Linked DNA regions of Mus musculus: all the other regions are linked to region 1. A link is a contact called in public HiCAR-type, HiChIP or PLAC-seq and promoter capture Hi-C data. All regions are on one chromosome and are shown on one strand. Each heading gives the region's core, a stretch centred on a gene start, on an enhancer-like site or on the middle of the called end of the contact. The rest is flanking DNA. Distances are from core to core; before and after follow the strand shown.

What was found. Promoter capture Hi-C pulls out the DNA fragments that hold promoters and counts their contacts. HiChIP or PLAC-seq counts read pairs in DNA pulled down with a chosen protein or histone mark. HiCAR-type assays count read pairs that join an accessible place to other places.
Region 2: an H3K27ac HiChIP or PLAC-seq map of large pre-B cells shows a contact between it and region 1, with 2.4 times the contacts expected there. The contact joins the enhancer-like site here to the promoter of Ttc21b in region 1. A contact is called at or near these places in 6 of 39 promoter capture datasets (the 3T3-L1 cell line, 3T3-L1-derived adipocytes, embryonic stem cells and 3 more) and 1 of 115 datasets of contacts at active chromatin or transcription factors (large pre-B cells).
Region 3: a contact with region 1 is called in a HiCAR-type map of astrocytes, with 2.6 times the contacts expected there. The contact joins the promoter of Scn3a here to the promoter of Ttc21b in region 1. A contact is called at or near these places in 1 of 39 promoter capture datasets (pre-B cells), 1 of 484 Hi-C or Micro-C datasets (embryonic stem cells), 3 of 115 datasets of contacts at active chromatin or transcription factors (astrocytes, embryonic limb bud and embryonic stem cells) and 1 of 9 other capture datasets (pancreatic islet).
Region 4: a contact with region 1 is called in a RAD21 HiChIP or PLAC-seq map of pro-B cells, with 4 times the contacts expected there. The contact joins the enhancer-like site here to the promoter of Ttc21b in region 1. A contact is called at or near these places in 5 of 39 promoter capture datasets (the 3T3-L1 cell line, frontonasal cranial neural crest, hippocampal neurons and 2 more), 1 of 15 datasets of contacts at CTCF or cohesin (pro-B cells), 5 of 484 Hi-C or Micro-C datasets (cerebral cortex, embryonic stem cells and myeloid progenitors) and 10 of 115 datasets of contacts at active chromatin or transcription factors (bone marrow-derived macrophages, embryonic forebrain, embryonic stem cells and 4 more).
Region 5: a HiCAR-type map of astrocytes shows a contact between it and region 1, with 3 times the contacts expected there. The contact joins the promoter of Scn2a here to the promoter of Ttc21b in region 1. A contact is called at or near these places in 7 of 39 promoter capture datasets (the 3T3-L1 cell line, cranial neural crest, embryonic stem cells and 4 more), 1 of 484 Hi-C or Micro-C datasets (the N1E-115 cell line) and 5 of 115 datasets of contacts at active chromatin or transcription factors (astrocytes, embryonic forebrain, embryonic stem cells and 1 more).
Region 6: a promoter capture Hi-C map of embryonic stem cells shows a contact between it and region 1, with 4 times the contacts expected there. The contact joins the promoter of Slc38a11 here to the promoter of Ttc21b in region 1. A contact is called at or near these places in 9 of 39 promoter capture datasets (the 3T3-L1 cell line, 3T3-L1-derived adipocytes, cranial neural crest and 5 more).
Region 7: an H3K4me3 HiChIP or PLAC-seq map of embryonic stem cells shows a contact between it and region 1, with 5 times the contacts expected there. The contact joins the enhancer-like site here to the promoter of Ttc21b in region 1. A contact is called at or near these places in 7 of 39 promoter capture datasets (the 3T3-L1 cell line, cranial neural crest, frontonasal cranial neural crest and 3 more), 5 of 484 Hi-C or Micro-C datasets (embryonic stem cells, myeloid progenitors and uterus), 9 of 115 datasets of contacts at active chromatin or transcription factors (astrocytes, bone marrow-derived macrophages, differentiating embryonic stem cells and 5 more) and 1 of 9 other capture datasets (liver).

What each region holds. Positions count from the first base shown.
Region 1 is chr2:66,255,256-66,257,955 of GRCm38.p6, forward strand. It overlaps Ttc21b (tetratricopeptide repeat domain 21B), which reads right to left and starts at 1,362. Exons shown (of 29, transcript NM_001047604.2): 1 at 1,259-1,362. The coding sequence starts at 1,279.
Region 2 is chr2:65,340,925-65,343,648 of GRCm38.p6, forward strand. All of the region lies in intron 7 of Slc38a11 (solute carrier family 38, member 11), which reads right to left. Among named protein-coding and RNA genes, the nearest start is that of Slc38a11, 22 kb to the right of the region's middle. Within about 2 kb of position 1,382, at least 115 of the 459 cell types and tissues checked have an H3K27ac peak or open chromatin away from gene starts, as enhancers often do. A contact at or near this core is called in pre-B cells, where this site is marked.
Region 3 is chr2:65,566,183-65,568,882 of GRCm38.p6, forward strand. Scn3a (sodium channel, voltage-gated, type III, alpha) reads right to left here and starts at 1,310. Exons shown (of 27, transcript NM_001355167.1): 1 at 1,084-1,310. The region is part of intron 2 of Gm34833 (a long non-coding RNA gene); the gene reads left to right.
Region 4 is chr2:65,390,104-65,392,803 of GRCm38.p6, forward strand. No RefSeq gene overlaps it. Among named protein-coding and RNA genes, the nearest start is that of Gm34688, 6.7 kb to the left of the region's middle. Within about 2 kb of position 1,423, at least 23 of the 459 cell types and tissues checked have an H3K27ac peak or open chromatin away from gene starts, as enhancers often do. A contact at or near this core is called in bone marrow-derived macrophages and pro-B cells, where this site is marked.
Region 5 is chr2:65,619,369-65,622,068 of GRCm38.p6, forward strand. It overlaps Scn2a (sodium channel, voltage-gated, type II, alpha), which reads left to right and starts at 1,401. Exons shown (of 27, transcript NM_001346679.2): 1 at 1,401-1,647.
Region 6 is chr2:65,362,706-65,365,405 of GRCm38.p6, forward strand. It overlaps Slc38a11 (solute carrier family 38, member 11), which reads right to left and starts at 1,321. Exons shown (of 12, transcript NM_177074.2): 1 at 1,176-1,321; 2 at 642-762. The coding sequence starts at 1,214. Mir6337 (microRNA 6337) reads right to left here and starts at 1,695; the gene lies at 1,591-1,695.
Region 7 is chr2:65,417,446-65,420,145 of GRCm38.p6, forward strand. No RefSeq gene overlaps it. Among named protein-coding and RNA genes, the nearest start is that of Gm34739, 3.4 kb to the left of the region's middle. Within about 2 kb of position 1,351, at least 8 of the 459 cell types and tissues checked have an H3K27ac peak or open chromatin away from gene starts, as enhancers often do. A contact at or near this core is called in embryonic stem cells, where this site is marked.

The DNA.
Region 1 (2,700 bases), core at 112-2,611:
TGGGTAGTGAGCTAAAAATAGTTGGAGAAGAAGGGCCAGGGAAAACCTTTCATAGACAAACGTTAGAGCTCATGAAGATGTACTGGCATATGAGGATGCTCCTTCATTTAGGTACATCCACAGCTGCTTACCAACGTCACTGCAGATGGACAGAGATACTAAAGTAGGTACCATCTGGCATTTTGTAGACGGTGCTTGCCACTCCTTGTTCAAGAACCTTGTTCTAGATAGAATATTGCACTGATCAAACTGGAAAGGGAAGAAGCCAAGGTCAGCAGCCTCAGTTTTAGGACACGACTCGCTCCTGTGCTAAGTGATGAGAAGTTTAATAATGGTTTTATCACTAAAGTGGTTTTAGTGCAGAACTCATTTGGATAAAATGAGGGATAAAACATGTAAAAGAGTTGGAGGAAAAACTTGAAAAGGTAATGTAGAAATTCATTAAAAAAAAAAAAAAAAAGCCAAACCTTTCGGTCTTCCCTAACTGTCAGCACCCACTGTCCTCTGAATATAATCAGTAGTTCTCATGACATTCATGTGTTTAATAGCTTGTGGGGTCAGCCCTCATAAATCAAGTGAAAGTTGCAAGACTAAGCACCTTTACTGCAGTATTGCAAGTACTTAGAAAATAGTGCAAAACACACAGAAGGCAGTCAACCAATGCTTGCTAAATGTACTAAGAACTTTTTCCAGTGTTGGATTTTTGAATGAGTAAATCTCATGTCCAGGAGTCTGTTCAGCTAGCTCCAACTTCCGGGAGTCACCCAAGAAAAAGCGCTCCACAAATACTGAACAGGTCCCAAAGTGGACAGAGGGGAGGGGAGGGGATGCGAGGGGAGGGGAGGGGAATGATCGCGAAAGGCTTCCAAACCTTGTCCTTGTTTTTCACCATTTCTGAAATATATGCTGAGTGCAACTATGGGAAGACCATTTTCATAATCTATAATACTCCTCCTTTTAAAGGACTTTCGTTAACCGCTTGCAAAGGTGAGTGCCGGGTAGAGGACATTAGCTCGCTAAGTCCCTAGAAATCACACTTGGAGACTAAGCAGGCTTTCCCAGGAGAAGTCCAAAGCCAACATAAGCAGGAGGCTGGGGGCTGGCCGTTAACCGCAAGGCAGTGGTTGAGCCCTCGGGATCATCCCGGCGGGGGGCGCAGCATCTCCGCCAAGGCCGCAGGCTCTCACCATCAGCTGCCCGAGCCACCCTGTACCTCGCAGTCCACTCGCCCTGCCCACGCCCCGCGCCGCCCGCTCACCTTCAGCCCCTGGGAGTCCATGGCCGCCGGCTACCCGGAGGGTGCCCACCGCTGCCCGCCGCAGGGTTAGGGGTTCAGACCCACTTCCCGGGCCCTCAAACCCTAAGGGACGCGGCGTGCAGCACGAGGGGCGTGGCCCGATCTCCATTGGTTGTCGGCGTGAGGGGGCGGAGCTTAGTTGTAGGACTAGGAAGGAGGGGGCCACCGGAGCAGGCGAGGAGGGAACCCCGAGGGAGGACCGCGAGGGCGACTGGGGCTGGAATCCGCTGAGCATTGAGTGCTGCCGAGTTGTGGGGCTAGAGGAGGGAGGTCCAGCCTGGAAACGGCGCGAGGAGGAGGGATTGGGTGGAGCAAGAGATATGAGATTAAAGAATAAAGATGATGAAGCAGCAAATAGGAGGGAGAGCCATGCCGCTTTTCATCCCTGCAAACAAAGGCCGACTCCATTTTCTCAGCATTTTTTGTGGAAGCCGATTTGCGCAATGCGGCTTAGTACTTGACCAGGGAAAATGATTTACCTGACACGTGTAGTAATCGTGTCTGGGCCACAAGGTGGCGCAGAAAAATCACAGTTCGGCAAAAACCTTGAAGCCTGGCTTGGGCTTGTTCTAAATCTTTTCAGGCGCTGCTGTAATTTTGCTATTCGAGTGCTTATTAAACTGCTCCGCCAGATTTCCACCCCCAAAGTCTTATTTAAAAATATGTGGTTACCTCTTTTAGATTTCTATTTCTTAAGTGTTTGCTGTAGTTTGGATCTAAACTGTCCCTCAAAGACACACGTGCTGAATGTTCCCCAGCCCGTGTGCTGTTGGGAGTGGTGGAACCTTTGATAGATGAGGCCAAATGAAAGGACTTTAGAAGATTCTCACGTGACCTTGAAGAAGACATTGGGACCATGGACTTGCTGTTTGCTTTTCTTTTTGCTTTTCTGTTTGCTTCCTGGCAGCCTTCCTTAGAAGATCTTCACCAGTGTATTTATCATGAGATCCAGCAAGCTGACTGAGAGGGGCATCTAGACACACTAATTTGTTTCTGCTTGTATTCTTTAAAGGACTGCAGGCAGCTGTGGCCGTTATACTGATGTTTTAGTGGGCCTCCTGCCTGCTCTTAGGACTCTTCCTTCAATCGGGTTGCTTTCTCCATCCTCCGTATGAGATCTTTTACCTTGTCTTACTGTATTTTGGTCCTGTTTGGCTGTCATCTCTTAGAAGCCTACTTCTTTCTGAAGAGGAGAGGGAGGGGGAATGGATCTAAAGGAATGGAGAAGCGGATGTGGTGAAAAGCTAGGAAGAGTGGGGTGGGGGAACTGTGGTTGGGATGAGAGAAGAATCCATTTCAATTAAAAAAAAACAGGCAGAATGATGTAGACAGTTCTAGAATTCTATCTTATCAAGAAGAGAGGTACTTAAGGTCATGACAAAGCAGTGGGGATGCTAATTATT
Region 2 (2,724 bases), core at 132-2,631, 910 kb before region 1:
ACATGAGAAAGAGTGGCTTAGGTCATGCCAGCTGGGAGTGGGCGGGGCTCAGACACTAGTGAGCTACCCTGGGTGTGCCAATAAAAGGGGAAAACAAAGAAAAACAGGGTGCTTTGGGATCCTGGAGAGAGAGTGTCTGGAACCTGGAAGAGGCGGAGCGTGGGGGATGGGGGTGGGATCCTAGGGTGGTGGTGGGTGGTACAGGAACAAACTGAGAGGCTGATCTCTCTAGAAGGCTTAGCAGAACAGGAAGCCAGTCAGGGTGACCCAGTATCTTTCTTGTGTGAGCATTTGGAAGAAGGTTAACAAAAGGGATTAAGCCTAAAAGTCAAACAGGGCAAACCAGCAAACAGGAAAGTGAAAGAAGGAATGAAGCAGGGAAAAGGGAGAAGGGGGTAGGAAGGAAGAGTAAGAGAAGGCAAGGGACTTCATTTTGAAAACTTTAGTGTCTATGAATTACAAGGTCTGAAGTGACCTTGGGCTTGGTATAGAGTAGTTTGCAGCCGTAGAATGACCAGTGCTTCAAAAAGAAATGATTGCTTCCTTTACATAAAAAAAAACCTTAACAGATGTTAATTATATAATTTTTGTTTAGCCTTTTTGGTGGGGGGGGGATGCTGGGGGTCAAAATCAGGTTTTCCTGTATGCTAACTACAAAGCTATATACATAGTCCTCTATGCTTTTAAAGAAAAAACTTATTTTTAATCATTTTTACTTATATGTATGTCTGTGAGAGCATATGTCATATATGGGCATGCCTGAAGAGGCCAGAAGAAGACATAAGCTCCTCCGTTGCTGGAGTTGCAGCTGGTGGTGAGCTGCCAGATGTGGGTGATGGTTTGGATCCTTGGAGTCCTGCATCTTGTATTGATTAGAAACTTAAATTTGTTATCTTCATAATGGCCGAGGGATCAGAAATGTTGTCCTACCAAACAACCCTGTCTTTATGAAGTGATTAAAAACAAGCTTCAGGCTGGGCATGGTGTCTCACCTGAAATCTCAGCTCTCAGGAGGCAGAGGCAAGTGGATGTCTGTAAGCTTGGGCTAGCCTGGTCTACAAAGCAAATTTCAGGCTAGCCTAGACTATATATTGAGCCCCTGTTTCTAATAAATAACACCAAAACAACAACCAAGCTTCGAGGTATTCCTGCTGGACCTTAGGACACTGCACCTCTGGGCCAGGAGGCTCAGAACACCTCGTACCTTCTGGTAGCGCACACTCAAACTCTTCCGCAGAGCACAGGATGCTTCCGAGTGATCCGTGTAGGCAGAACCTGCTCTAAATTAACTGCTTCAATCAGACACAGCTTAGAGTTAAATGCTCTGGCTACCCCTAGGCACAGCTCAGCGTTTCCTGTTTTCTGTCATAGCACAAGCTCTAAGTGACAGGCAGAGCTGACCACTTCCCCAGGCTCGGCACCAGCTGGCTCCTCAGCCACCGCTCCCTCCCAGCGCATTTGTGTCAGACTCCTTGATACAGATCTGTGTTTGACATGAGCTGGCAGGAAAAAAAAAAAATCCTCCCTTGTGATTACTCTCAATGTCAAAATGGATTCACTGACTTTAAATACAATTTTTAAACTTTGATTTAAATTTTCAGAAAACTTAATGTTGATTTTTGGGGGGTGGTGGTGGTGGTGACAGAATTTACTTTTGTTCTTACAAAAAAATGACCCACGGGCTGGAGAGATGGCTCAGTGGGTAAGAGCACTGACTGCTCTTCCAAAGGTCCTGAGTTCAAATCCCAGCAACCACGTGGTGGCTCACAAACATCCGTAATGAGATCTGACGCCCTCTTCAGGCGTGTCTGAAGACAGCTACAGTATACGTACATATAATAATAAGTAAATCTTTTTTTAAAAATCACACACAAAGAAAAAAAATGACCCACGTGAAACAAGTCATGTAATCATGGACATGTTTCATCACTTGAGATATCAACTTCCTTTGATTCTAATTATCATCTAATCTTTGATTCCCTTGCCGACTCTTCACTAAGTGCTCTTGCTGGGTTGATTTCACACAAACAAGCAGGTGGGAGGGAGTAGAGTAGGATCTTACCTCAGAAACCATCAATAGCATCATTATTGCTGTTGCTGTGTGTTTTGTGTATTCATTTGAAGAACACCATTATGGGTGTGTGTAAGAACATGAGTGTGTAAAGGTCAGAGGACAACACCAGTGTCTTCCTCGGTCACTTTTCTACCATACCCTTCTTCCCCCAACATAATATTTCTATTTATTCTTTGAGGATTTCACATCATACACCCCTACCACATTCACTTCCTTCCCTGCCCACCCACTCCCTTGTGACCTCACCCCAGCAAAAAGAGAAAAGTCTAATGAGTGTTAACGTTATACTTACTGGGGCTTGCTCAGACTCTCAGTGGCCTGCCCCTTCAATAGAGCTAAGCCTTTCTCCTTTTGCAGACCTGCTGGAAGGCAGCTGTTGTGGAGAACAATATTTCATCATCCTTTCACAGGTTTTTTATTTTTGTTTTTGTTGGGTTTTTTTGTTGTTGTTGGGTTTTTTTTTGTTTTTTGTTTGTTTGTTTGTTTGTTTGTTTTTGGTTTTTTTCGAGACAAGGTTTCTCTGTGTAGCCCTGGCTGTCCTGGAACTCACTCTGTAGACCAGGCTGGCCTTGAACTCAGAAATCTGCCTGCCTCGCCTCCCAAGTGCTGGGATTAAAGGCATGCGCCACCACTGCCCAGCCTATCACAGT
Region 3 (2,700 bases), core at 60-2,559, 690 kb before region 1:
CATCTTTGTCCTCACAAGAGACATTACACTACCTATTGCACACACACACACACACACACACACACACACACACACACACACACACACACTCACACACACTCACACACACACACACACTCACACATGAGAGAGAGAGAGAGAGAGAGAGAGAGAGAGAGAGAGAGAGAGAGAGAGAGCTTTGTAATCTTAAAAACTTGTCTTTCCACTACTGCCTGTAGGTCTTCTGCTAATGTAGCAGTGTGATCACTGAATGGAACATTATGAGTGTGGTGTAAAACATTTCAGTGACAGGCACAGACTCTACACAATGTAAATTATTCTCATTTGGTCTCAAGTGAGTTTTCCTGGTGATTGGTAGTAATAGTACTGATAATAAAAACCAACCATGAAATGTTCCAGGAAGGAAAGAAACCTACCCAGCTCTCAAGCTTCTGGCTGTTAAAAGGTAACAAAACAGGAGGGTATGGGACATACAGGAATTCATGGATCATTTCACTTTTACCAAATCAAATGTATTTTAATGTTACTCTGGGTGGTCTCTTTCCCTCTATGCTGATAAATTTCTAAGAAAAATAAGAATGTCTAAATAGCCAAACACCCTTATATATTGATATCACTGTCTGTATATGGCTTCTCCAGAGCTTCTAAGTAAATAAAATTAAATTGAATTTAAAAAAAAAATAAAGCACAGAAAAGGTAGCTCCAATCTCACTGAGCATTTAATGATTTAAAGATGCCGAATAGGCGGTGTCGTCCTGAAATCTAGTGGGTTGACATTAAGTCTAACAAAACAGATGTTCTCTCTATACAATGAACCCCAAACATCTGTTTCTTTCACAGACACACACTCCTTAATTCCTAGTCTGTATTGTAAGTCACCATTTCCAGACAGAGGCTGTTTCCTTTGAAAGATAAAGGAATAATAGTAAGCAGTTTACAAATCAAATGATACCTTTAGTTCTTATAATTTACATCTAAACATTAGGCTTTTAAAAATGGCAGCACGGGGAGGATTTTAAAATGAGAAGATGATCTGGTGGCTAGATTCTACGGTGCAAATAATTAAATGTTTTGTCAGCTTACCTGATGGAGAGCCTTAGGAATCACAGCTCAACAAAGGACAGCATCCAAGATGGTTAGAATGGAACGTGCCACCCCCAGTAGTTCTTCAGATTTGGGCCACAGGGATTTGCAAATTACATTCAATTTTTTTTTCTTGCTTTCTCTGTGGATATGAAAACAAAGAGACCTTTCCAGAATCCTTTCTGCTTATGCCTCCGCTTCCTGTTCTGAGATTCACTCTATGATACCCAACATATATCAGAAAACGGCCCTGGAAGGAAAAAAAAAAAAAAAAAAGAAAGAAAAAGAAAAAGCTGGCAGCATTCAACGTGTTACTGCCATCTACTGGCAGACACACGCCATTGCGCAAACGACAAAACACTCCTATTATTCTCCATCTCTTCGGAAGGCAGGAGGCAAACCTGTATGGAAACATTATGAATCATGTAAGGGCCCCACGGTGACAGCAGAGAGATGATGGAGGCGGGGGGGGGGGGTGGTGGGGGGTAACCTAGCTACCACACGAGTGTGCACAGTTAACCTTTCACGCCTCTTTATGTATTTACTTTTTAATTTTCTAGTTGTTTGATTAGGAATCACAGGTTTTCATAAAATCTTCTCTAAGTCTGCTCTTCCAAGATGAGGTCCCCCTCCACACAAGGTGAAAAATCTGGTTTCTTAGAAAATAGTACAACATATATGCAGATGTAAACTTTTCATATTTTTTATTTCTTTCTTTTGTTTTGGTTTTGAAGACAACCTCTGATCTGAATACCTTATTTATTTATTTATTTATTTATTTATTTATTTATTTATTTATTATTTTTTAGGTGTGTGTGGCATATATATGTGCTCCTTTAGGGGGTGTGTATGTGCTCATGAAGGGGCAGCGTAGGTGGGGGTTGACCTCAGGGGTCTTCCGTGATCTACCTCTAGCTCAGCCTTTGAGACATTAGGGCAGCAAATGCTTGCGACATTGAAACAGAATCACGTAGTCAAAGGGAAAATGACTTTTGTGAGTTGAGGGGGCTCTTAACAGCAGTTTTTGGTTTTACTTTTCACATTTAGAGAAAAATTATCTCATTAAACATGGAATTAGACTGAAGCAGCAAACTCCCCGCCTCTGTCCCCACTGCTGGGGTAGAATCAGCACCGTAGCAGGCCTGGTCTTGGACGGTGAGGATTTTTTAAAAAAATTCTTATTGATTCTTTGTGAATTTCACATCATTAGCCCCAATCCTACTCATCTCCCCATCCCTTTGTATCAGCCTTCTGCCCCTGCAACATCTCCCAAAAGAAAGAAAGAGAGAGAGAGAGACAGAGAGAGAGAGAGAGAGAGACAGAGAGACAGAGAGACAGAGAGAGAAAGAAAGAAAGAAAGAAAGAAAGAAAAAGAAAGAAAGAAAGAAAGAAAGAAAGAAAGAAAGAAAGAAAGAAAGAAAGAAAGAAAGAAGATCTCTCACCTTGGAAGCTGAGGTGTGTCATTGCAGTGAGTCATTGGTCTGGTTCGAGGCCTCTGGCTTCTGCTACTCCATCAATCCTGGATCCTCACCGGGACTCCGCTCAGATATCCTGTCGTTGCCCTATAAGGTGGCGATCCTGCAGCTTGGATCTGCAGGACCACCCAGTCCTGCTTCA
Region 4 (2,700 bases), core at 173-2,672, 870 kb before region 1:
CAATGTTTAAATTGGCAAAAACTTAAAGTTTTTCAAAAGGAGCTTCATTTGGGAGGCATATCCATTTTAAATCCAAACTCTTAGAGCCAAAGCAAAGAAACTCCTTCCTACTAAGACAAAAGGGAAGATTGTTGGCTGGGTGCAGCCAGTTGGACTTTGTTCTATTACTTATATTAAAAATGCTAATGGGATCCCTTCTGCGTGTTCAGACTTCCAACTCCTTTAACTTTCAAGATCCCCTGGATCTTGATAAAGATGCCTGAAGGTTTTGGTTAAATTTTTGTATCCAAATCCTCTAAGAGGCATGGATCTCCAAGGACAACATTCATAGCATTTTATACCTTAAAACACTACATACTTTTAAATCCCACATTTCTTGATTAAATGAGTACTGAAGGTGCTCTGTAATAGAGTTAGGTGAAATTTAAAAGATTATCCAGTCTCTATATTTTGCAAATAAAATGTTAGTGTTTGGTATTGAAAAATGGTACCTATTAGAGTCCCATTTCTCCCTCTGACTATAGAATAATAAAAAAAAAAAGTTAGCTGTGCTGGAACTCTGTTTTCCTCCAATTCTAACTCCCAATCCTGCTAATGGTACTGTACTTGCTACCTGGGAAAGATAGTGTCTTGAAATGATACTTGATGGTTACCTGATTTCTGTAATATCAAAATAGTAGAACAAAGAAAATTATTATTCACAAATAATGGCTACGGTCACTTAGATATCAGAGACCAATCTTTTGTAAAATTATAACTAGCCATTCCACATGAGATAATATCCGTGATATCCACAGTATCAAAGCAACCAAAAGGAAAGCTAGAATTAAAAGATAATACTTTATTTTGAATACTACAAATATTTAATCAAGTATTCCACAGAGTACAAACAACTCTGAACCCACAAGAAAACAGACAGCTAACTTACTTCACATATGATTTTTGATCGGTTAAAATATCTTTTTTGACCAGCCATAGCAGCTTTAATCCCAGTTCTAGGAAGGCAGGGAGAAAAGAGGCAGGCAGATCTTATTGAGTTGAGGTCAGCCTGATCTATGTAGTTTGGTCCAGGACACTCAGGGAGGGCTATGTAGTGATGCCATGTCTTTAAAAAAAAAAAAAAAAAAAAAAAAAAAGCTGCCTTTATTTCCCTAAGACCATACTGTGCTATTGTTGTTTATTTTAACTCGTCATAAAACTCTTGTATGTATATGTTACATGTAAATGCTGTGTCTGATATGGAGGGCAGAAAAAAAATAAAAGAGACTAAATCATATCTTGCTTATCATGGCTGTCCTGGAGGTTTGAATGAGACATGTCTCCACTAGGCCCACCTATTTGAATATCTGGCACTCAGTTGCTGGTGCGTTTGGGGAGGTTGCAGAACTTTCAGGAAGTGGAGCCTTGCTGAAGGAAGTACTTCTCTGGGGGAGGGTTTGCCTCGGCCCACTTCCTCTTCGCCCCACCCCTTTGCCTCCTGTTTGTGGTTGAGGATGTGCGCTGTCAGCTTCCAATTTTATTGGTGACGTTTTGGTATCTTAGTATTTTCTTTAAAAATGTCACTAAAAAATTGGAACTGGAAGGGCCGAGAATCACAAGGCTAAAGGAGATGATTAAAAGGGGTCAGAACCCATCCTTTAAGAAGCAAGAACCCGGCAGTGGTGGCACATCCTTTATCCCAGCACTTGGGAGGCAGAGGCAGGAGGATTTTTGAGTTCGAGGCCAGTCTGGTCTACAGAGTGAGTTCCAGGACTGCCAGGGCTACACAGAGAAACCCTGTCTCGAAAAAACAAACAAACAAACAAAACCCCCCAAAAACAAAAACCAAAAACAAACAACTCGGGGGATTCCCTATCTGGAAGGCAGCAACCAATAAATACTTGCGGCTACATTGAAATTTGCTAATATTGATAATGAAGGCCCCTCCCCTTTTCGTATTTCAGTTCTTTCAAAACCTTATTAGGTTTTTTTTTTCTCAAAAAGTCACTTTAGCAATGTGATAAAACTGAAAAATATATTTTTTCTTGAAAATATTACCTTAAATATTTCTTGAAATATTACCCCGAATAATTTCTTGAAAATATTAAATATCAATTCTGTTTTACTCCACCTTTTGAGTGTTTTTTTTTTCCTTTTGAGTTTTAAAACTTCAAAATTAGACATGGTGGGGTGTGCCTATAAGGCTAGTTGAGAATCAGGAGTTCAAATCAAGGTTTCCATTGGTTACACAATGAGAGACCCTCTCAACACAAACAACATTTCAAAATTACAGAAAGGGAGTAAGAATAGTGTGATAGCCACACCTTCCTGCTTAGTGCCAGCACTCGTTTATATTTCCCTATAGTTCTCTCTCATTCTCTTTATACATATGTAATGGTTTGAATATGCTTGACTCAAGGAGTATCACTATTGGGATGTGTGGCCTTGTTGGAGTAGGTGTGTCACTGTTGGCGTGCCCTTTAAGACCCTTGTCCTAGCTTCCTGGAGGGCAGTCTACTCCTAGTTGCCTTTGGAACAAGAAGTAGAACTCTCAGCTCCTCCAGCCCCATGTCTGCCTAGACACTGCCATGCTCCCATCTTGATGATAATGGACTGAATCTCTGAAACTATAAGTCAGCCCCAATTAAATGTTGCCTTTTATAAGAGTTGCCTTGGTCATAGTATCTCTTCACAGCATTAAAACCCTAACTGAACTGACAT
Region 5 (2,700 bases), core at 151-2,650, 640 kb before region 1:
CAATAAATTCAACATATAGTCTCAGTATGTCCAAGTGTGTGTGTGTGTGTGTGTGTGTGTGTGTGTGTGTGTGTGTGTGTGAGAGAGAGAGAGAGAGAGATCAAAACATATTTTAGATAGCTTAATGAAAATGCATGCTATTTACTTCATTGACTTTTATGCTTTATGACGGGCATGCATATTAAAGGAAACATAGGAATTAAAGCACAAAAATACAAGTATATGTACAATGAAAATACAAAAGTAATGCACAAGCTATTTTTCTAGGACAGTCATCCATTCATTATCTGGGAATAATTCGTGTTTCAGGTACGTGTTAAGGATCCAGGCTTATAAAAGTGAGCAAATTGAAGTGACTGTAAAGAAACAAGAATAGATTCAGTGAGGGCAGGGGTATGAGCACAATTCTGGGCACATGCCTAGATTTTGGTTTTAATGTGGAGGTCCTCTGCAAGAGCAGTGAATGATCTTAACCTCTGAGCAATCTTTCTAATAATGAAACGATCATTATTATTTTTTTAAATCGTATTTTACCAAGATTTTATGTCAGCTGGCAGAAAATCTTGGAACACTGCAAGAGAGCGTGTAATTGGCTTTCAGCACCACGGACAGCACCAGAATCTCTGAATTGGTACTTGACCCTGTTTGATGAAGTTGGTTTTGAGAAAAAGACAGCAGATAGACTTTTTAAATTTCAAGTAGTTTGTGACTCAGAACTTCATAAACAATTGTAGAAAATTAAGCACGAAAAAAATAAGTACATAAACTAATATGTATTGAACAGGTCATATACTCAGCAAAACTTTGGTTTTCTAACTTACTTAACAAGTGGGGAACTTTGAATTCTGCTCCTACCCTCCCAATGAGGCCTTGCTTCAGACTATGGTATAGAACAATTATCACATTTCAGATTGCCTATATGGTTCGAGATGTTTCAGAAAGTTTGATTGACCGAGGTTTTTGTCTTTTCATAAATCCATCATTCTGTTAACAACAAGCTTATCTCTTAAGACAATATACTTCCTCACAAAAAGATAACCAATAATGACATGATTAATAATTACAATTAGTTTCATATAGCTCTTTTCCATAATGTTCTGAAAACTCAGATTTCATTTAAACATAATAAAAATAAATCAAACTCCAAATGTTAAACTACATTTTAAAAAACCACAAAGTATAATGACATTTTAGTGTTCAATTTGTAACTAACTAGAATAGTTGAATTAGAGTACATTAGAATTCTGAACTATACACCATTTAATCTTATGTGTTGAATGTTGCTTTGCCAAAGGAACTTGAAATTACAGCGATTCCACTTGTGGCCAGGAGATGGAGCTGTCATGCAAGACGCTCCTCTCCTACATTTATTTATTTATTTATTTATTTATTTTAATTTAGCATGCTGTTTTCTGACAGTGGGTACCATCGAGTGACTGAGTGTCAGAACAGAAAGCTAAGGCAGAAGCAGAGAGGATGCAGTGATCGCCCTGTCTTGGCTTTTTCTCTTTAGTAAGGATATTATTATCGCACATGTGAGATTTTACTTTCTGCTGTAGGCTGAATTCTAGAAACCTGCGTTGGAGACTGGTTATATTCAACACGCACATGGATTCTGTGCTATGAGTACCATTCCCTTTATTTCAGGTAAGCAAGCATGATTCTATTTTTGTTGCATCAGTGAATCACGATTCTGCCAAATGATGGCATTTAAAATAAGATGTGCTTTGTAATGTTGTATGCAGAACTCAAAGGCTCAAATGCTCTAATTCTGGCTGTTCTGCGTTTAAAAACCTTCCTATGCTAAAATGATCACTGGCTGTGCCATGTTGTATTTTCAATGTTTTCTTCGGCTTCTTAGCCTTTCATTTCTGTGGCTGTATTTGTTTAACATCAAAAGATAAAGCTTGCAGAGTGAGGGATGGGCCTTCTTCTCACAAGGGAAATACTGATGTTTAATGCGTTGAACAAATCATAGAGATGTAATGAAGCAGACTAACATGGCAGTGGCTCTGCCAGAGCCCACGGCTGAGCATCCTGGGCACAGTTTTAGAGCTACCTCAGCATCCTGAGCCCAAGGCCTTTTGAACAATTGCTGCTGCTAGGATGTTGGGATTCTTTATGTTTTTGTTTTAACCTTTTAGAACGGTATGCAAGTCACTGCTAGCCCACGAGTGAAGATTGATGTAATGTGTTTAATAGATTCCGAGTGACAGCACTGGACTCCCCCCTCCCCCCTTAGGAGGAGAACAGTGGAAACTAATTAATTGCTGGGGGAAAATGGATTATCCTTATCTGTGAAAAAAAAAAGACAGTGGGCATTTAGAATAGTTCCATTGTGAAAAGTGTTCACATTTTAAACAATTTTAGGTCACGTGATGTTAGCTAAAGAGTAGAATGACTCAGGAGGTGGAAATGGTAACAACCTTCCTTTTTATCCTGGTTCCTATGATTAAAGACTTTCTTTATGATTATCAGTAGAAGCAGAAAATGAAATATAGAAATGTCGTATACAAAAGCCATTGGTTGCCATTTGGCTCAACATTTGGATTGATTTGAATAAATTAAAAAAATAGGAATATTTTTACAAGATTGTTAACTGCTTCACTCTCTCTTGTTGAAAGACGTGTGTGTGTGTGTGTGTGTGTGTGTGTGTGTGTGTGTGTGTGTGGTGTAGGAGGCAGGCAGTGAGGGTGCATG
Region 6 (2,700 bases), core at 71-2,570, 890 kb before region 1:
AATACTGCTTCTATTAATGGAATGCAATAGCTTTTAAAGTTTTTACTTTTATAGAAGCTTTCCCTTGCTTCTAATTTGTTGGGATAACAGGGGCTATTCTTACCAATTGTAAGCACTGCTGTAAATGAATTCTATTAATAACTAGATGTAAACAGTATTTCATAAGCTCATATTTTAAATTTAAGATCATATAGGTGCACAAGGAGATATTATCTAGTTTAATTTTCATAGGATTCTTAAAAGTCTCCCATTAAGCTTTTGTACACATAATATACGCAGGAATCTGCAAGTTTCACACTGACACTAAGATGGTTTTTGTAATACAGTCTGCTTCAGAAAGAAGAAACAAATGCATTAGTTGACATGATCCACTGACCAGTTAATCTATGAAAAGCCCATTTTCCCCGGCCCCTGTGTAGCCTCTCCCCAACTGGAGGATGCTATTGTCTGATGTGGGGGGGGGGAAACAGTGCAATTTCCGCATAAAGAGGACAGATCATTACTATGATGGAAAAAAATATAAAAGCTTTTGTGGAAGAAAACCCCATTGAAGTTTTACTGAATGCTAGCATCATAATAACACTTTGAAAAGCTTGTCTTTATACTTCATAAACAGAACCAAGCAGACACGGGTGGCTTACCTATTATCCCAGATCCTATAACAGAATTGACTACATTGAAAACAGCGGCAGACTGACTAGATTTCCCTCCGTGTTCATGTCCGGAGATCAGGCTTTCTCTGTCACTCGAGTCTGTCTCTCTCTATTTTAATAGATAAAATAACGATTTTACTAGTTCGAAAAAAAAGTCAGATAAATAAGCAACGCAGGATTCAAACATAGTAATGACATCAAGTTATGCCTATAGTGTTAATAATACATCAATAAGGAGGGAAAACAAGAATGGCCAGCAATCCAAAAGAACTTAAAGTCTATCCTTAAGTCTTCACAAGTCTCCATGTTGAGGCTGCCCAACTGCTTTGACCCAACTCCAGAGTCTGTTAGGAGTCAACCACACGGTTTTATGAAATTAAAGAGGTTATTGGTGTTATTGAAAAGTGTTTGCCAAATCGGTGTAGGTCAGATTAAGTCAGATCTATCCCTTTTTGCCAAACCAAGACCCCAGCATTAAACTTAAGGAGGATGTTGAGCTCTTGCCCTTGTTGCCAGTTTTACCTGCAGAGGACCGCTCAGCTGTGGCTGCTGATAGCTCATGTCTGCATCTGCGCAAGGGCAGGTTCTGAGGCTGGGAAGCAGGCTCCCACCAGGCCAAACTCCCCTGCAGGTTTTGCCCGCTTAAGTTCGCCAGCGAGATGGAAGGAGCCGGTGCAGCGGGTCCCTGGGTACGCTGGGCACTAGGCTGCAGCTCAGAGGTCTCCGCCTTCACGGGGCGGGGCGGGTGCACCCTGCTCGCTGCTGCGGGTGAGGATGCTGGACATTTCTAACCCTGTAGCTCAGACTCCCCTCACTCAGGGCGCACCGCACTGATCTCTCTATCTAAAACTGCAAAGGTACAACCTGTTCCTCCCACAGCGTGCGTTTTCCCTTGCTTCTCTCTCTGTTCCTATGCCAGAGTCTGAAGCCAGCTAAGAACCTAGCAACCCAGCAGCCCTCATCTCCACAGAGTGACATTGTTTACAGGGTGTTCCTCCCCCTACACCTCTTCTTGGATAGAAAAGGACTGTGAAATGTTAGAACTTTTATATTAAGTAGAATTTGGAAGCCTCATAAAGAAATCATCAGAAAGCAAAATACTACTTGGGGGCTTTAGCCAGATTGTTTGCTGTGCATGCCTTAGTCAAAGAGGCCCTGGAAATTTCGGAGAAGGAAAAATTAAGAGAAAGGCGCGATAGATTGATACTGCGGATTCAGGTAATGATCCTTTAAAAAGGAAAAGGGACATGCAGGGGCCAACAAAGGGAGGGTCCCTAGAATACCTAGGCTAGGAAGAACCTTAAATGAAAATTTCTATTTGTCATTTTGTGTTAAACAGGATGAAACAGACCGGAAGATGGGCAGAGAACGTCCTCTGGGGCAAGAAAATAATAATCCATAGATGCTAACGAAACGGAGAGGTTCTTTATATTATTTATTTATTTATTTTATTTATTTATTTATTTATTTTTCGTGACTATTTAAATATGAAAAAAAAGTTTTAATATATAAAGAAAACAAACAAACTGGGTCGTGGGGAGGTGACTTCTCAGGCACCTTGGCATGAAAGCATGGAGACCAGAGTTTGGGTTCTCCAAACCCCTTGACTGCCAGGGCAAGCTGGACAGCTAAGGTTGCTGATGGGCAAACTTTGGGTTAAAGTGAGACATGCCTTCCCCAGTGAATGAAACAGGGATCCACCTCACTCCGGAGCCATCACTCATGCACAAATAGGCATCCACACACACCTACACAGCATGCAAAAGAAAGATAAAAGGTTAGAAAAAACTAGAGCTATTTAAAAATCCTCCACTACTCTGTACCATTAATTGAAGAAGTTTCAACATTTGCCCCTTGCTTTTCCGTTTGTAAAAATGAACACTCAGAGTTACAGTAGAAACACCACCAACTTCTCTTTCCTTGATCCTCACAGCTCTAGAATCAACCAGTTCATGAAATTATCAATATTTTTCCATCTATCATTCGTAAGAATTTATTTGTAACCATAAGTTACACACACACAAACAGCATTAATGGTCTATAATAT
Region 7 (2,700 bases), core at 101-2,600, 840 kb before region 1:
ATTACCTGCCTAAGACTGTGTTCCTCTTCATCTTGTCACTGCACAGAAAATGCTCACAGAACCCTACTACTCTTTGGGGATTTGTATGTAGTTGCTGGCTGATGGGAGAAACAGAGTGTGGTGATTTGAACATGCTTGGCCCATTAGGAGGTCTAGCCTTGTTGGAGGAAGTGTGTTACTGTGTAGGTAGGCTTTGAAGACCTATGCTCAAGGTTTATCTAGTGTGAAAGAGAGTCTCCTTCTGGCTGCCTTTGGATCAAGTTCTAGAACACTCAGCTCCTTCTAGAGCACCATGTCTACATGCTGGCAGACTGCCATGCTTTTCACCATGATGATAATGGGCTGATGATACCTTTGAAACCATAAGCCAGACCCAGTTAAATGTAGGTAGAGGTGTTTGCTATGTGCCTTGGTCATGGTGTATCTTTGTAGCAATGAAAGGCTAAATAAGACAGAGAGACATTTTCTTCAGTGTTGTAGCCACTGGTAAGTTGCCCACAGTCCTGTCAACAAGCCGTCATCTATGTTGTTGTAATCAGCCCCAGTGAAAATCATGGGTGATTTAAAAGAATGAGTATAGATGAGGAGTTAATTGGAGATCAGGAGTGAGAGGGGAACCAAGAGGGTAATGGGTTAGGTATAGTCACTGGAGCATGGTCAGACTCCCAATGGCCAGTCTCTGAAAGAAAACTGAGGCCTTGCTGAAGTGGAATTTTCTGGCTATGTCATGTGATGCAGACTCACATGGTGTTATGCTGAGGCAAGACCCATGGGAGGACATGTGATGTTTGAAGAGAGTATAAATAGGACTCAATGGACAATGACAGGGGCTTGCATAGTTAGCGGTCTACTGCTTTATTGTTCTTGAGTCTTTATCTTCCCTGATGTTCACTTCCTTGAGAGAGGCACAACAAAGTACTGGCATCCTAGATGGACCTGGTCACTCTCACGAAGACTCATACCTGGTAGTTTCTGCTGGCGCATGCTACTGCTGCTGATTCATGTTTAGTATCCTGACACTACTGAACTGGACTGCTGGTATGCTGACAAACAGATTGGAATCATCCCCCAAGGAACTACTTATAAACAGATCCACACCCCCTTGTCCTATTTACTATCTTTTTGCCCCTATCTTTGGATGTAGCTGTTCAGCAGCCATGGATGAACTGGGTATACCGAAAAGGGGTGCTGGAAATGAAAAGGAGCAAGGTGTGAGAGAAGGATGAAGCCAAGACAAAGTTTGTGATCAAGGCTCAAAGTTTAATATTCAGCACTGGGTTTATATAGGGAGAGCCCACAGTCCCCATCCTTTGTTTCAGCTGGATTGAGTTGCAAAGCAAGCTCAGCAGGCCATCAACACCTCAGTGCTCCTGTAGGAAATTGCAGATGTGTTGAGGCCCACTGACTCCAGCTAGGTTGTAAAACTGTTGTAGCTTTGTTCAACCTACTCAAGGCTGGGGGAAGAGCACATTTTAACAGTGGACTAGAAGGAGGGGGTGTGTGAAATATTTGAGAGCCCTTATTCAAAAGTAGGTTTTTAAAAAAAATCTAAACCTACACTTTCCCCACATCCATCACTGCCAGAAGCCATCAACTATGAAGAGCTACACTTCTGCATCCCTATCACAACTTTTAAATTTTAAAAGTTTTCTTCAATGGCTTCCAGTCTAGACATTTTCTTCTTCTTTTCTCTTCTCTTGTTTTCTTTCTCCTTTCTTTCCTTTTTGACGTTAATAGGCGAAAAATTAGTGTTTATACAGAAAAATGATGATGGTGCCAAGAATTTACAGCACAGAGGCCCTGGTCAGAACATCTTGTCTTTATGGTAGAGGTGTTTGCTATGTGCTCAGACCATAACCATTTGTCAGGTTAATTGGGAGATTCCAGCCTTCAGGTCTGAACTATCAGGGAAGTGTGAATCTCCCTCTACAGATTAGTACTTGTTTTGACAGTGGGCAGACAGTCTTCTGGGTGGCAGTGTAGTAAGCTGGGAAATACTCCATTCCTTAAAATTCTTTTTACCAGTTTCAAACTTTGAACTTCTTAGCAACTAGGGAGTTGTTGTAAGCAGCAATTTCTTAGACTTTGGTGAATTATGTTTTTACAATGTAGATTTTAATATTACTCAAGTATGACGAAGACCCCAGATTGGATGCTAGTTGACATCGAAATGACGGCTCATCATTCACAATTCCCACAAGGAGAAGGTGGCAGGGATAGCCAGGAAGCACAGTGAGGGAGAAAGGAAAGAAGTAAACTTCCTTGTTCTCTGTCTGGGAAAGAACAGGTCAAGCGGGGCAAGCTGACTGAGAAATGGCAGTGTGGGCACTTTCCCTGGGCTCTGAAGGATGGAGGATAGATCTAGGGTCTCCCAGTGTGACAGTCCAGAAAGCAGAGGGGCATACTGAAGGTAAAGGCTCACTTTATGTGAAGGAGGCCGGTGGGTGTGGCCTATTAACTGGTAAGCCAATGGATCTTCTGGTGTCAGCAAGACCTCAGATGTCCAGTTATAGGAAATTCAGAAAATTAAAAAGGCATGATTAATCCAAAATTCATTACTCTTGCCAATATTTTTGTAGAGTATATATGAACAGTACAGCAGTTATTCCATAAAATACACAGGAAAATAAAATTCAGACAGATCCAATTAACAGGCATTGAAAATACAAATGTTGCACCAGGAAAATGATGCTTATAAAG